Regions from separate parts of the Sus scrofa genome. Here region 2 is linked to region 1. A link is a contact called in public Hi-C data. All regions are on one chromosome and are shown on one strand. Each heading gives the region's core, a stretch centred on a gene start, on an enhancer-like site or on the middle of the called end of the contact. The rest is flanking DNA. Distances are from core to core; before and after follow the strand shown. Region 1 holds the start of KCNE3 (potassium voltage-gated channel subfamily E regulatory subunit 3). Region 2 holds the start of CHRDL2 (chordin-like protein 2).

What was found. Hi-C and Micro-C count contacts between places; a contact is called where the count stands out from the background.
Region 2: a Hi-C map of embryonic fibroblasts shows a contact between it and region 1, with 2.2 times the contacts expected there. The contact joins the promoter of CHRDL2 here to the promoter of KCNE3 in region 1. A contact is called at or near these places in 1 of 5 promoter capture datasets (fetal skeletal muscle) and 6 of 47 Hi-C or Micro-C datasets (embryonic fibroblasts, epiblast stem cells, fetal skeletal muscle and 3 more).

Annotation. Positions count from the first base shown.
Region 1 is chr9:8,819,677-8,824,157 of Sscrofa11.1, reverse strand. It overlaps KCNE3 (potassium voltage-gated channel subfamily E regulatory subunit 3), which reads left to right and starts at 2,550. Exons shown (of 4, transcript NM_214093.2): 1 at 2,550-2,625; 2 at 3,920-4,004. It overlaps LOC106504800 (a long non-coding RNA gene), which reads right to left. Exons shown (of 3, transcript XR_002335531.1): 3 at 4,011-4,481.
Region 2 is chr9:9,050,978-9,055,458 of Sscrofa11.1, reverse strand. CHRDL2 (chordin-like protein 2) reads left to right here and starts at 1,932. Exons shown (of 12, transcript XM_003482562.4): 1 at 1,932-2,719. The coding sequence starts at 2,104.

The DNA of each region.
Region 1 (4,481 bases), core at 1,301-3,800:
GGAGGTGGGAAGGAACGTTGAGGGAGCCGGGCTGTTTCCTCAAGGCCGTTCACAAGAACCACTTGAATCGTAATCCCTCAGGAAGCCTTTTGTTTGTTTGTGTAAAGAAACGCTCATTTCTGGGCTCTCTTCCCGACCTCCTGCATCGGAACCTCTGGAGTGGAACCCAAACGTCCACTTCGCTTAAGAGAAGAGCTGAGGTGATTCTGAGGGACCCTGAGATCTCAGATCGCGTGTCCATGGTCAGAATGACTTCCCTGAAAGGGGACAGCCAGACGGAGAAAACGGCGGGACTGGGTCAAAACATGTAACTACAGAAGTCATGGCAAATCAACGTGTTTTGATGAAGAGCAGCAATTTCATACACCCTTTCCTCCATGGGATAGGCCTTTATTTATTTATTTATTTTATTTTATTTGTGCTTTTTAGGGCTGCACCCACGGCACGTGGAGGATTCCCAGGCTAGGGGTCCAATTAGAGCTGCAGCCTCCGGCCTACACCACAGCCACAGCAACAGGGCATCCGAGCCGCATCTGCGACCTACACCACAGCTCCTGGCAATGCGGATCCTTAACCCACTGAGCGAGGCCAGAGATCGAACCTGCGTCCTCATGGATCCTAGTGGGGCTTGTTAACCACTGAGCCACGACGGGAACACCAAGGCCTTTTTTTAAATGACAGCACTTCTTAGATATAATCTGAGCGTCTACGATCAAGGGGAGATGCCTCAGAAGTCCTGGAACAGATCTTTGTCTGCAAGGGAGCTGGAGCTGGCCTCGGTTTGTTATTAACTCTCTCAAGACTTGAGGCGGATAGGGAGGTAAAGAAGGCTCTGGGAAGGATTCCCCAGAGTCTCTGAGAGGCTGTTCCCTGCCACTGTCCACTTCCTTGCCCATGGCCTCCGGGTCCTCATTTCCCAGCGGTTCCTGGCTGCTTCTCTCCTCTGGAACCCGCAGGGTCACCAGCGAGGAAGCTTAAGTGAGGGTCTGGTGGCCAGAAAGGGAAGCGCGTTCCAGGACAGGGAGCGGCAAGGTGTGACCTGACACCAGTTGCCTGGGCATGGGAGGGGCTGCCGAGCCTTGGAGGTGAGGCGGGAGAGAGATGGGCTCCAGGACAGATATTTCCAACCCGCCACCTGTCTGCACTTCAAGATAGAAATAACAGCAGGCACAAGGCCAATAACTGAAATCCGACTTCTGTGGATGTGTTAACTAATGGTAATGGGGGGGGGGGGCAGAGAGGGGCTGAGCCCTTTTGGGCAAAAGACCAAGAGGTCACATCCTTGGGGTCAGGGAGACCCCAACTATTCTCACACAGAAAGACCCCCTGGGTCAAAAAGGGAGAGGGTGCCTGGCCGTAGTAAGTCCTGATACCATCCCATAACCCTTTGCTCTGGAATCCATCTCGGCCAAAAGATGTGCACACAGGTCAAGGAGGGCCCTGGGTCTGGTCAAGTGTGAGAAATAAAACAAGATAATTGGCCAAAGGAAAACAAAGGCCCAGAAGAACTGTCCTATATATGTGATTTAAGTCACCTCTCTGGCAGGCTTCGCAATGAGGAGCCCGCCCACACCAACACTCCTCCTTTGGGTGTGTATTACTGTCTTGCTTCTGTCTTAAATAAAATACTTCTCTGTGTGCTCTCCCACATGTTGTATTGTGCCTAAAATAAACTTTGTACCTGCTTTTATAGTCTGCCTCCTTGAAACATTCTTGCTTTCAAAGGGAAGCAAGAATCAGGGGAGTTCTGCTTCTAGCCTCTAGTCTAGGGGCTAGAATTCCTGCTTTTCATGCAGGCTGCCCAGCTTCAATTCTCCAGCAGAGAACGAAGATCGCTTCAAGCCATCACTCACTGCTGTCTCTCTGAAATCAGAGGGAGGAGACCCTGGCTGAGATTAAGGAGAGAGAGTGGACTAGTGGATTCTGAGTCTGAGCTCTGCCAGGGACGCCCACGGTGAGCCGGGACAAGTCCCCTTATCCATACCGAGCCCCTTCCCCAACGGCATCCTGTCTGGAAAAGAAGGTTTGTGTTAGAATCAGGTCATTTCTCCAACGCCGCCGGATCACCTGGCTTTACTGCTTTGGATTCTAAGGGCTCATCTGACCTTAACCATCACGCTGCGAGGACTGCGGGCTGGAACTGTACCGTTTTATAGGGAGGAAGCCAAGGCCCGGTGAGGAGCAATGACTTGCCCATCACCGCACAACCACTTAGGAGCAAAGCCTGCGTCCACCAGCGCCCTCGCCCTCGGAGCTCTGCCTCGGACTGGGCAGGCTGAAGCGAAGCAAGCATTTGGTCTCAGATCCAGGAAGCAGGCGCTGCAGGGGACGGAAGGGTCGGAGCTCACCCCGAGCGAGGCCAGCAGCTGGGAGGAGGAGGAGGAGGTGCTGGAGGCCAGCTCTGGGAGGAGACGTGGGTGGGTTAGGGGCCGGGCGGGCCGGGGGAGGGGACGCCCTGGGGATGAGAAAAGGCAGCGAGCGGGGGCCGGAGCGCAGAGCAGAGGCTGCTGACCAGGCTCGGAGGGGCCGGCGGAGCGCTCTGGGGCTCCATGCGCGGCACCCGCGAGCCCAGGAGGCGCTGTCCCGCGAGCAGAGGGCGCCCCTCGGAGCCTTGCCGCGAGGCAGGTAAGGCGCACCGGCCGGGTGGGGAAGGCCGAGCCGGCTGAGCCAGCGCCCGGGGAAGAAACGAGGGATCTTCCTGCCCCCCGCGAGGCCGCCGACGTGGAGGGTGGCTCCGTGACGGGGCCAAGCCACAGGGATCCCAGGCCTGGAAACCGTGGGGGCTGGTACCGGCACGCACAGGTTCCCGGACGGCGGCACCAAAGCTCGTTCCACAAGCGGGCACCTGCGGCTCCGCCGAGGGCGCGCGCGCGGAAATGCCCCTCCGGGTGCCGGCCAGTCCTCACTCGGCGGGAGCCGCTTGCTCCTGAGTTGACTTGCCCGTTCGCTACTCCGCGGTGCCCCTCGCCCTAGGCTCCCCGGTCCCGGGAAATCCGGGGGGCTCCCAAAGGCATCTTCTAATGCTAGTAACAGATCTAGCCCGGGGAGTAGGAGACTTGGGGTTTAGTTTACACGTTGTGTAAACCTGTGCCAACCACCCACCCGCTCTTTGCTTTGTTCGTTCTTTTGCTGGGTCGCCACCTGTAAAAGGAGCCTCCCGGTCCTGCTGTACTCCACAGGGCATGTGGGGGAAGGAGGACTGGACCCAAGAGTCTCTGGTCTAAAAAGTGCAGGAGTTCAGAACCTTGTGTGAGGGCCCATGGGGAGTATCTCCTCCTATTCTCGGCAATTTGCACACGGGGAAGCTGAGGCTCCCGGGAGGGTGGGGATGGCTTTGCTTGCCCAGGGTCACTCTAGGGACCAGATGAAAGTAGAATCCAGTTCTTACTAGCCCTGGGCTGTCTCCACTTCAGCTACAAAAGCACCTTGTAAAAGAGCCTGGTATCTCCTGGCATCCAGCCAGCTGTTGGCTCCAATTGGAAGAGGTCCATGCTGAAGGCAAGGAAACTGCTCTTAGGGTTTTTTTCTTTTCTTTTTTGCCTGAGCCTGCAGCAGTTTTGGGGTCAGGGATTGACCCACACCACAGCAGCGACCCAAGCCACAGTGGTGACAATGCCGGCTCTTTAGCCAGCTGGGCCACCTGGGAATTCCACTTTCAGATGTCCTTGACTCCTTGAGATGATAACCAACAACTTTCTTCATCGCTCACTCACTCCACACTTCGCAAAACACATGTCTATCTATAAACTGAATGGGTGGCTGTCAAAATACTTACTAAGGGGGAGGCCAGACCCCATCTTATGGGCGGGAAAATGAGGCCCAGAGTGGAGAAATTTCTTAACCAAGATATGTGGCTAGGTGTGTCCTCGAAATAGGGCAGATCTCTTAACTCCAACTCTGATGTGCTCTCCATCACCAGCAGGACTATAGAATGGTACCCTAAATGGCAAGAGACTACAGGGCTGATCAGAGAGGATGAGAAACAAGGAAGGCTTCTGAAGGAGGTAAGTGTCGTCTGAGAATCAAGAAGAGTAATAAAGGACCTCCTAGCTACTTCGGAGGATAGGAGAAGCAAGGGTGCGAAGAGGGGACATAGGGATAGCTGTTTGAGTCATGTTGGGGACAAGGTGGAAATAGGGAAACAGAAAAAAAAACAAGGCGACCGGGCTGCCCAATAATTCTCTCTTACGTTTATGTAATACTTAGCAGCTTCTAAAACACCTTTTCCCCATTGTCTTCCCGCGTTCCCATGTGGGACAAGCAGGGCAGGGAAATTATCCCCATCTCATAGATGAGTTTCAGAGGAAATAAGTGCAGGGCTCAAGGTCACATAGCCAAGCACACAGCCAAGACTGCAACCATGAAAGGCACGCCCGAAAGGCAAGATCAGAGGCTGGGGGCCCGGGAGTTGGGCTGTGTGTAAGCGGGTAGGTGTGTGTGGCCGCACCCTGGCTAGGTACACAGGTAAGAGAGTTGCAAAG
Region 2 (4,481 bases), core at 683-3,182, 230 kb before region 1:
TTTTTTATTTCCAATAATGCATTTTAAGTGGGAAAGCAATGGGATCAGATTTGTCAGTAGAAACAATCTACATAATTCTTACAGCAGGTGTGAGGAGAATGGACTAGAGGAGCTCCCGCTAGGGGTGGGAGGCTGGTTAAGAGGCTGTTAGGAAAGTCTAGGAGGGGATGGTGACGGCCTGAAGTCTGACGACAACAAAGATGGGGAGAAGGACTGAGAACCTTTTTTGTCTCATGGTAGAGACCCTTCCTGAGAGAGAATGGATAGGATGAAGGGGGTGCCAGTCTTTTGGTTTTTTTTTTTTTTTGCTACACCCATGGCATATGGAAGTTCCTGGGCCAGGGACTGAATCTGAACTGCAGCTGCAAGCTTCGCCTCAGCAGTGACCATGCCAGATCCTTAACCTGCTGTGCCACAGCAGGAACTCCAAGGATGCCAATCTTAATCGCCCTCTTATACCTAAGACATGAATCTATGTGTATAACAGACTTTAGACAAAGATGGAGAAAGGAAAAAACCTCTGCTCCAGAGCCTTCAGATGAGGTAATTTCTGCAATTAAAAAACTCTAATTTAACTCTGAGTTCCCTGAAAGCCTAGGCAAAAAGGGAAGCAAGATGACCTATGGAGCTCTCATTACCCATTAAAATAAAGGATACTCAAGGGAGAGGAAGTGGCCGGCCAGGTTGGAGTGGGAGAAATTAGGCCTGAAGGCACCTGGGGGCAGATCAGGTTTATCTCTGACTCTGAGAGCCCCGGTTAAGCTCTGCTTCTGGGATCCCTGGTTCCTCCCAGGCCTCTCTGTTCTGGAAGGGGATGCCCTGGCAGCACAGTGGGTGGGAGCCCAGCCTGAGCCCAGGAAGTTCTCTTTATAGACAGCCAGTCAGAAGCATTGCGGCCTGGCACTGCGATTCCTCCCGGAGTGGAATGTGATTCCACATCTCACCTCACCTCTTCCCACTCATCTCCCCTCCAACAGTCCCTGGAGTTTCCAGCAGCTCTGCAAGAGAAGCCGGGCAGGACGTCGAGGTCCAAAGTGGGGATGGATAAACTTGCCCAAGATACCCAAGCAAGCTGGAGAGTGAGCCAGTGAGAGCTCTGGGCTTTTGAGTTCAGAATCTGAGGGTTTCTTGTCTAGACAGAGCTCTTGCTCTTGTCTTAGGTCCTATGAAGTCATGCTCTCATTCAGCACAAGGTAGGGCGCACCAACCCTGGGCTGGGGTGGGAAGCTCCAGGGCTCTGCCCTCTGGGAGCTCACCTTCTGGTAAGAAAGACTACACTTTGGCAAAAAGCAGTTACCTAACAGACTAAGTATGACCAACACTGTCAGAGAGGTAAGGGCCTGACCGCAGAGGCAAAGGAAAGGCTGCGTCCTGCTTTGAGAGTGAGGGGGGGGGAAGCAGAGGAAGGCCCCCCCCGGGGGGGGGGACCAAGGATCCAGCTGGGCTGGATTTCAGCTTGGGCATGGCGCCTGTGGGTTTGGGGGGTAACTGGGAAGAGCATTCCAGGCGCCTGGAATTACCACCCCCCTTCTTTTCGAGATCTGAGTGCTTTGATGTTCATTATCTCATTTCATGTTCCCAAGTTCTGGGAAGACATTTAAAATAGTAAAACACACTAAGACCCTCATTTTAGTATTGGGATCTGGGAAACAGACTCTGAGGTGGCGTGGCCAAGACCACAAACAGAATTAAGACGAGCAAGTGTCCCGATTCCATCCAGAGGCGGGGTTTGGGGCACACACCCGCGGAGCTCTCAGCGACATCTCATCCTTCTCCCCGCCCCCCGCCCCGACCCCCCCGCCCGCACCCCCGAAAGTTCCATCAGACGCTTAACTGGGCTCCATCCTCCTGCCTTCTGGGCGCCGCGGGGAGTCAGGGGTTAAAATCCGTGGCCCGGGTGGCTCCTTCCCCCTCCCCAGCCCCCTCGCCTCCTCTCGGCGCCGCGCCTGGAGCGTCGGTCCCAGAGACCGGCACGAGAGAGGAGGGGGAGAGTGGGCCTGTTTCTCGGGTGGCCAATCCACCGAGCCCGCGGTGCCCCAGAGGAGGCGCCAGCGCCAGGCCAGCGCCAGGCTGGGGCTGCCTGCTTCCCGCGGCAAAGTACAAATGCGCCCGAGCGCGGCGCCTGGCGCCCTTGGCGAGCACAGCCGGCCCGCGCGCAGCCTCCCCCGCGGCCGCCGCGCCGTCGCCGCCGCGGGTACCGCCGCCTCGCCGGGCCCCAGGACCCCAGGGCCCGAGCCCGAGCCCAGCGAGCAGGGGGCGCCGGCCGCTTCTAGCCCGCGCGCCCCGAGCAGCCCGCCGGCCCCGCGCGCCTCGCCCCACGCGGCGCGCTCCGCAGAGCCCGGTCCTCTCGCGTCTTTCTGCTCCTCCCCGCCCTCTCACCTTCTGCGTTGCTCTCCTCGCTCTTGCCTCTCGGCCACCTTCCTCCATCTCTCCATCTCTCCCGCTCCGTTCCCGTCCCACCTTCCTCTTAGTCCCACCGCGGACCTCCCTCGCCACCTTCTTCTGGACGCTGCTTCCACTGCAGCGGTTGCCCCTGCCGGGTCCGTGCCTTGCGCTGTGCCCCCGTGCCTCAGTGTCCCCCTCATCGCACTTTCTCCCGGCTCAGCGCCTGGAGGCCTGGCCCCGGGAAGAGGGAGGATGGTTCCCGAGGTGAGGCTCCTCTCCTCCTTGCTGGGACTCGCGCTGCTCTGGTTCCCCTTGGACTCCCACGCACGAGCCCGTAAGTCGTGGGATGGGTGTGCCGGGCGGGCGGGAGAGGATGCGAGCCCCCGGGGCTGTGCGGGAAAGTGCCGGGACTTGGGATCCCAGGCTGTTCTGACAGCCGTCCGGGGAGCACCTGCCCGGAGGGTGGAGACTCCTCTGCGGACCAGCATGAGCTGATGAGTCTGGGAGACTGGGGGGAACTGGGCAAGACTCAGAGCCAAGGGGCTGCTGCCGGGGGGCCTGAGGATGAGGGGGCTGAGAACAGTGGGAGAGAGGGCAGGGAGCTGTGCTTTGAGGGCGGCGGCAGGAGCCGGGGCGGGGGGACGCTTATTTCTAGTAGAGAGTCTGGTATGTTTGGTTGCAAAGGTGTGACGAAGATGAAGAGGCTACTGCATTTAACAGAGCGGTGCAAAGAAAGAGGCAACTAGGATAACCTTTCTATTCTTTTCTCTTATGATGCTCAAGACACTCCCATGAGGTGGGTATTATCATGTGCATTTTACAGAGGAGAAAACTTAGACTGAGAGAAGAAACTTGCTCAAGTTTAGTTTACCAAGCCAATGAGACATCCACAGCCAGAACGCGGCAATTCCAGATCCTATGGTTCCCCCCCCCCCTGCCCCACAGCATCTGGAAGGAACCCCGGTTTGGAGCTGTGAGACTCTGGGAGGCAGCAGGGCACAGCCAGCTAGACCAGGGTCTTCAGTATCCCAGATCTATTGCATACCAGCTGAGAGGAGGTAGGCGTGGTGGGCACATCTCTGAGCCTCAGTTTCCCAGTCTATAAAATGGGAGTGAAAAATCCCGGGACTGTGGTGAGGATTGAATTTGAGAAAATGTGGAAAGCAACCAGCACCCACAACTAGCTGGTCCATGATAGATTCTTGAAAAACACCTTCCCTAATTCATGCTTTTCCACTTGGATACAGTATCATCTCAAATCATTTATAAAATCCCTCGGACCTCAGTTTCCTCACTGTTTCCACAACAGGCTGGTGGACCTCCTCGCCATCCTCTGCCGAGTTCTTGGAATGCTCTGAGGATGGAAAACAAAGCCAGAGAGTCTCCTTAAAAGAAGGAAGGGGCTTAGGTCAAACCCTGACATACCTGATAAAGAAACTGAAGCCCGGGAGGGGCGGTGATCCGCTCCGGGTTACACGGGGTGCAGCCTGGGATCAAGACCCCAGCTACCCAGCCTAGAGCTCTTTCTTCTGCACAGCTTAGCTTCCCCGTCTCTGCCTTCATTTGCACATGACTTTCTGGAGCCGGCAGTGCTGGATTTTGTTTTATGCTTGTCTCCGCTCATGAGGGCAGGCTGCGTGCCCGGTCATCTCTGGGCAGCCGGCAGCCTGAGACTCACAGAAGTCCTTAGTCACAAGCCCTGAAAAGAGCCCAGTGTTGGTTCAAGCTTGGCTCTGCCCATGAGCAGCTGTGTGATTTTTCATAAGTGACAACTTCTCTGAGCCTCAGTTTCTGCATCTGTCTAAGACACATGCTCACTCGGAGCCCGAAGGTTTCTTGGGAGGATTAAGGGAGGTAACTGTGCCAGCATGCCCAGCACAATGCCTACTACTCATTCGATGTCTCCTCCCCCTCCTGGAGCCCTGGAGGTTTCCTCCTAACACCTTCCTGTTGTTTCTTAAAAGAGACTCAGCACAGGATACCTTCCATGCCTGCCTCCCTTCCACTTGGCGCGGTGCTCTCAAGCCCCGAGGCTTTCCTCCAGGTATCACTGCCCTGGGTGCATCTTAGAAAGATGATCAAGAATCACATCTTTC